2 separate regions of the Ovis aries genome follow, and region 1 is linked to region 2. Evidence: chromatin contacts called from public Hi-C data. All regions are on one chromosome and are shown on one strand. Each heading gives the region's core, a stretch centred on a gene start, on an enhancer-like site or on the middle of the called end of the contact. The rest is flanking DNA. Distances are from core to core; before and after follow the strand shown.

Evidence for each region. A called contact is a pair of places that touch in the nucleus more often than the background predicts.
Region 1: a contact with region 2 is called in a Hi-C map of hypothalamus, with 2.5 times the contacts expected there. The contact joins two enhancer-like sites. A contact is called at or near these places in 3 of 16 Hi-C or Micro-C datasets (hypothalamus, muscle and tail adipose tissue).

Annotation. Positions count from the first base shown.
Region 1 is chr2:236,516,586-236,519,285 of ARS-UI_Ramb_v3.0, forward strand. No RefSeq gene overlaps it. Among named protein-coding and RNA genes, the nearest start is that of LAPTM5, 34 kb to the right of the region's middle. Within about 2 kb of position 1,351, at least 2 of the 54 cell types and tissues checked have an H3K27ac peak or open chromatin away from gene starts, as enhancers often do. A contact at or near this core is called in hypothalamus, where this site is marked.
Region 2 is chr2:236,196,752-236,199,451 of ARS-UI_Ramb_v3.0, forward strand. No RefSeq gene overlaps it. Among named protein-coding and RNA genes, the nearest start is that of NKAIN1, 60 kb to the left of the region's middle. Within about 2 kb of position 1,375, at least 48 of the 54 cell types and tissues checked have an H3K27ac peak or open chromatin away from gene starts, as enhancers often do. A contact at or near this core is called in hypothalamus, where this site is marked.

The DNA of each region.
Region 1 (2,700 bases), core at 101-2,600, 320 kb after region 2:
GCGGCAGAAGTGATCTGCACGTGTTTTGAGGGCGGGAGGGGCAAGATCCTTCCTGTCCCGTGAGAGGGGTGAGCGTGAGAGAAGGGGTGCTTATTCAGGGGCTGGGAAGCGTGCTCAGCAGGCTGGGGGCAGGGTGGCTCTGCGTGGGGGTTAGGCACGCTGACTATGAATCACCCCCAGGGATCCTGGAAATGAGTGTGGACGGTGGGAACTCAAGGTCTGGGGACAGGGTGAGGCTGGAGGTGTGGGTTGGGTGTCATCAGCAAAAGGAGGTGCTTAGAAGCAGAGGCTGTGTGGGACTTCCCTGGTGGTCCAGGGGCTAAGAGTCCATGCTGCCGATGCAGGGGCCTGGGTTCCAACCTGGTCAGGGAACGAGAGCCCTCATGCCTCAACTAAGCAGTCACACGCTGCATTTAAGACCTGGTGAAGCCAAATAGATACATATTTATTTTTTTAAAAAGCAAAAACAAAAAGCAGAGACTGTGCGATGGAGTAAAGGCGAAGGAGACCACCGCCCACGTTTGCAGGAGCCCATGAGGCAGGAGGAAGCCTGACAGAGGTGCCCGAGAAATAAGAACAGACAGCGCGCTGTCCAGGCTGTGTCCAGGCTGCTGGCGGGTCACTTAATCAGGAGGCTGAGACTTGGCCACCGGGCCCGAGGTCGTTGGTGACCTTGGCAAGCGTGGTGGGGACCCACTGGCTCCAGAGGGAAAGGACGGAGGGCTGGAGAAGGTTGGCAGCCAGCGGTCAGGGGTCCAGGAATGTATCTTTGAGCAAAGCCTTAGTGGAAACTGAGGACGAGGGATGGGGAGCTGGTGGAGGGAAGTGCCACGGGCAGAGGGAGAGAGGGAGAGGCTGGGGCCAGGTCGGATTGTGGGCCGGGTGGGGGAGTTTGGGGGGGGGGGGGGGGGCCGCTGGGTTTGGAGAAGAGGAGGAGGTTAGTGGTGGGGGAGGCAGCAGTGGGCAGAGCTTCGTGCGGCTGGGAAGCAGCTGGCATTGAGTCCAGAGGAGAAGCTACAAGAGGACTTTGAATGCTTTATTTATTTATTTTAAAGAGCAGGGCCCTCTGGCTCCCAAATGGGGAACTTTGGGAGGCTTTGATTCCCAGCAGCCCCCGCTGAGCCCCTTCCTGCCGCCCCCTTATCGAGGGCCCTTCCCGGCCCCGTGCCGGCGGGTCTTGGCCTCTGTGCCCTTTGCCTGTGATGTGGGGCAGGCGGCTGGCGTGGGCCCCCCTCGGCCACCCGGGCCGCGGAAGTTGGGGGACAGCGGGCGGGTCCTGAGCAGAGCCGGGCCTCTCTGGCCGTGTGTGAGGGCCCTTTGTGCCAGGTCGGCTCTGCAGTTTGATCAGGCCCCTAGTGGGGCCAGATCTGGCCTCTGATCCCCGCCGCACAAAGGGCCTCATTGAGAGGCAGGAAGTGAGGAGCTGGGCTTTATCTGCCCAGGGATTCATGGGACCAGTGAGGGGCCAAACAGCGAGGAGCCTGGGGCTCCGGCAGACCTTTCCCTGACACGTTATCTAGAGTGTGATGAGTTGGAAGGTGCTTTCTCCCTCTCCCTGAGCCAGCCTCAACTCCGATGCCAGCCTCACCCCCTCCAAGGAACCTGTCTGGGGAGGGGGTCTCACCACCCAAGTGAGTGAGTGACACAGGACTCAAAACAGGATGGCTTTCCCTCCATGCCAGACACAACCCTTTCCCTCCAAGCACCTTCCGGATATCAGTGCAGTTCATCCTCACTGTGACTCTACGAAGGCCAAAATGGTATTAGCCCCATTTTACAGATGAGCAAATGGAGGCACAACAGGATTAAGGAATGGGCCTAAGTTCACCTGTAAGGGGTGGGGCTGGGGTTCGGTCCTAGGCAGTGTCTGACCTCCTGGGCTCATGCAAGATCACGACTCTCAACCCCTGAATTTTACAGAAGGCCTGGGGGTGGGGGTGGGGTTGTTCAGGATTCAGAGCCAGTTAGGGAAGGCCGGGATCAGAGCCCAGGGCTGTGGTGGGAGTGCTGAGGCCTGGGTTTGAGTTCCAGCTATTTGATGTTACTTGTGGGACCTCAGGCAAGTCCCTTACCTTTTCTGAAGTTTTTTCCTCATCTGGGGGACAATAACCTCCTTTCTCAGGATTTCTGTGCTGACAGGGTGAGGGCTGTGCGTGCTCAGCAGTGTCTGATGAGAGGCACGGCCTCCCAGTGGTGTGAGTTCCTTTCCTTCCCCTTCCCTGCTCCCAGGCGCCAGTGCTGACCTCAGCTTAGAGGGTGACATGCTCCATGGCACTCACACCTCACTAGTGGCCTTTAAAGCCATGGCTTTTCAACAGGATGCAGGTTACCAGGGAGCTGTACAAAGACCCATACCCTGAACCAAGCGCCTTCAAGCCTTTAGATCCAAAGAAGTGAATCCCTAATAGTGGAATGCCTGACTCTGATGAGTGATACAGGACAGACTTGGAAGGCTGTGTGTGTGTGTGTGCGCGTGTGTGTGTGTGCGTGTGTGTGTGTGTGTGTGTGTAGGGGCAGTTCCTTCTCACATCCCTAGTGTGTTCAGCCAGCCCTGACTCTCTGACAAGCAGCCCACCTGTCTAGTGGGTCAGCTAACTGAGTCCACTAAGCATTGCCCTTAATTAGACGGGAGGGCAGTCAGCAGTCTGGGGGTTCAGGGAGCTGCTGACCTGTCAGGACCTGATACTTGATTTCCTCCAG
Region 2 (2,700 bases), core at 125-2,624:
TAATCCAGAATGTGACAAAGCAATGCTTACTTTGGTTTGTGGTAAGTTTTGTCACTTTTTACTGCTAGAATCCTGGTTAACACAACGTTCAAACAAGTTTGATAAAGACTTTTTGGGCTGCACCACTGCAGCCTGTGGGGCCTTAGTTCCCCCACCAGGGATTTAACTTGCACCCCCTGCACTGGACGCACCTAGTCTTAACCACTGGACCACCAGGGAAGCCCCCTGAGCTAGATTTTAAGGGGGCAGGAGACCCACGTCAAACCATAAATCGTTTAGCATGAACCTGGCTTCCCAGGTGGCTCAGTGGTAAAGAATCTTCCTGCTAACTGAGGAGACACAGGAGACTGCTGCTTGATCCCTGGGTCAGGAATATCCCCTAGAGAAAGAAACGGCAACCCACTGCAGTATTCTTGCCTGGAAAATCCCATGGACAGAGAAGCCCGGCAGGCTACAGTCCATGGGGTCGGGAAGAGTTGGATACGACGTAGTGACTGAGCGTCTGTGACACATCACAGACCCTCATCTCCCAGAAAACATCTTTCTTATAGTTCCCCATACTTTCCCACCAAAGTACATACCACAGTTTTAACTGGGTAATTCGTTTGTCATCAACTGTTCACTGTTTTCCGATTACACTTTAAGCCTTATTTGTGTACAAACTGTAAACTCGGCAGTGCATACCTTATACTCAATATACGACCAAGCACAGAGTAGGTGATCAAGAACTATTTTTTGAATGAAATCAAAGTGAATAAATTAGTGAATAAAATAATTAGGCAGAAATTAAAGAGTGGTTCAAAGCACCGGCTTCAGGGTAAGAAAGACTCCCAAAATACTAAGTCAGACCCCAGGTTGAAGTGCTTCTACCGCCTACTAGCTGTGTTAATCCGGGCAAGCCACATCAATGCTTCTCAGCCTCAGTCTTCTCAGCTGTAAAATAGGATGATAATACCACCTATTCTATGTATTGGTGTGTGGAAAAGTGGAAATTGCGTGTGAAGTTATTAGTACAGCTATTAATAAAATTCTTCCTAGCAAGTATTCAAAATGTGTGTTGGTGAAGAGGCTGACAACAAGCCTTCCTTCTCACTTCCATCCTCCCAATCCACTCTTCAAAGACCCTGAGAAACAAGAAAGGCCGTGGTCACGCTACAGAAGAGAATGCAGACAAAGGATTTCCTCCAGGGCTCGGTGGATCAGACCGGCTGATCCACAGGCCCGGCGGGGTCTGGCGGAGACCAGCAGGTGGGGCTGCTGAGCGAGCGGCTTCCTGGAAACTTCTGGGGCCGCGGGCGCTCTGGGATCCTCGGTCCGCCCATTGCTCCGCCTCCAGCCTGACACCTCCCACCCCTTGGTCCCTCCTGGACTGACACTCCCTGAGCTTGGGCCCCGCCTCCAGCCCCACCCCGCGGGGAGCACCTCTTCCCGACTCTGGGCCCCTCCGAGCCCCGCCCCTTTCCCCGGATTTGAGCCCCGCCCCCCGCCTCCACCCTGCTCCTCCCAAGGCTTGCGCCCCGCCTCTCAGCCCCACTGATTTCCCTTTGTTCTAGAGCCAACCCCCCCGGGTCCTGGGAGGCGCTGACTCAGCGGAATGGAACCAGACCTTGGCGCCCCCACCCCCACCCCACTCTCCCAGCAGAGTTGGAGATTGGCGCCTGGGGAGATGAGAGGTGCGTCGCGCCCGGCCAGCCCTTCTTTTGTTCAGAGAACATTCCTTTGCTCCTGCCCTCCCAACCTGGAGTTCACGGTTCCTGTTTGAGAACCGTGATAGCCAATATGCAGCTCTAGAACCTGGCTCCCACCACATCCTGGTTGTTGGTGTGTACCTCAGGTTTGTTGTTGTGTAGTCGCTAAGTTGTGTCCCACTCTTTGCGACCCCATGAGCTGTAGCCCACCAGGCTCCTCTGTCCATGGGGTTTCCCAGGAAAGAATACTGTGTTGCCTTTCCTTCTCTAGGGGCTCTTCCCCAGCCAGGGATCATACCGGCCTCGCCTGCATTGGCAGGAGGATTCTTTACAGCTGAGCCACCAGGGAAGCCCTCAGTTCGCTCATTTGTACAATGGGAGCCAGAAGGCTGATGTTGAAGCAACATTTGGGAGATTAACTGCGAAAACACAATTATGGAAGCTCCAGACACAAAACGAATGTTAGATACTTGACTTTGGAAGGGCTCCACTGATAAAAGCGGATGTATGTGTGTTGAGTTCACCTCCTTCATTTCTTCTCAGGTCTTCTTCCTCAGGTCTTTGAAACCTCACTTTCTCAGGAGGGGCCTTCCCTGATCTCTCTTACTCACCTACAAGCTCCTGGAGTTACCCTGTCACACATTTCCATAGTAGGCAGTAGCTTCCTCAATTCAAATACTTGCAACTACTTTCTTTTTAAATTGAGGTATAATTTACGGTGAATGAAATGCACAGACAGAACTTAAACACGCAGTTCCATGAGTTTTGACAAAATGGAAACATCTCTGTAACTTACACCTCTATCAAGACAGAGAACACTGTGGAGACAGAGAACTCAGGAAGTTCCCTTCCCAGTGAATAGCATCTGTCACCGCCCACAACCACTGTTCCTACTACAATTAACCTGGATAAGTTTTGCCAGTTCTAGAACTTCATATAAGTTAAAGCATACAGTATGACTTTTCTGAGTCTGACTTCTTTCATTCAGCGTATTCTTCTTGAGATTCAGATA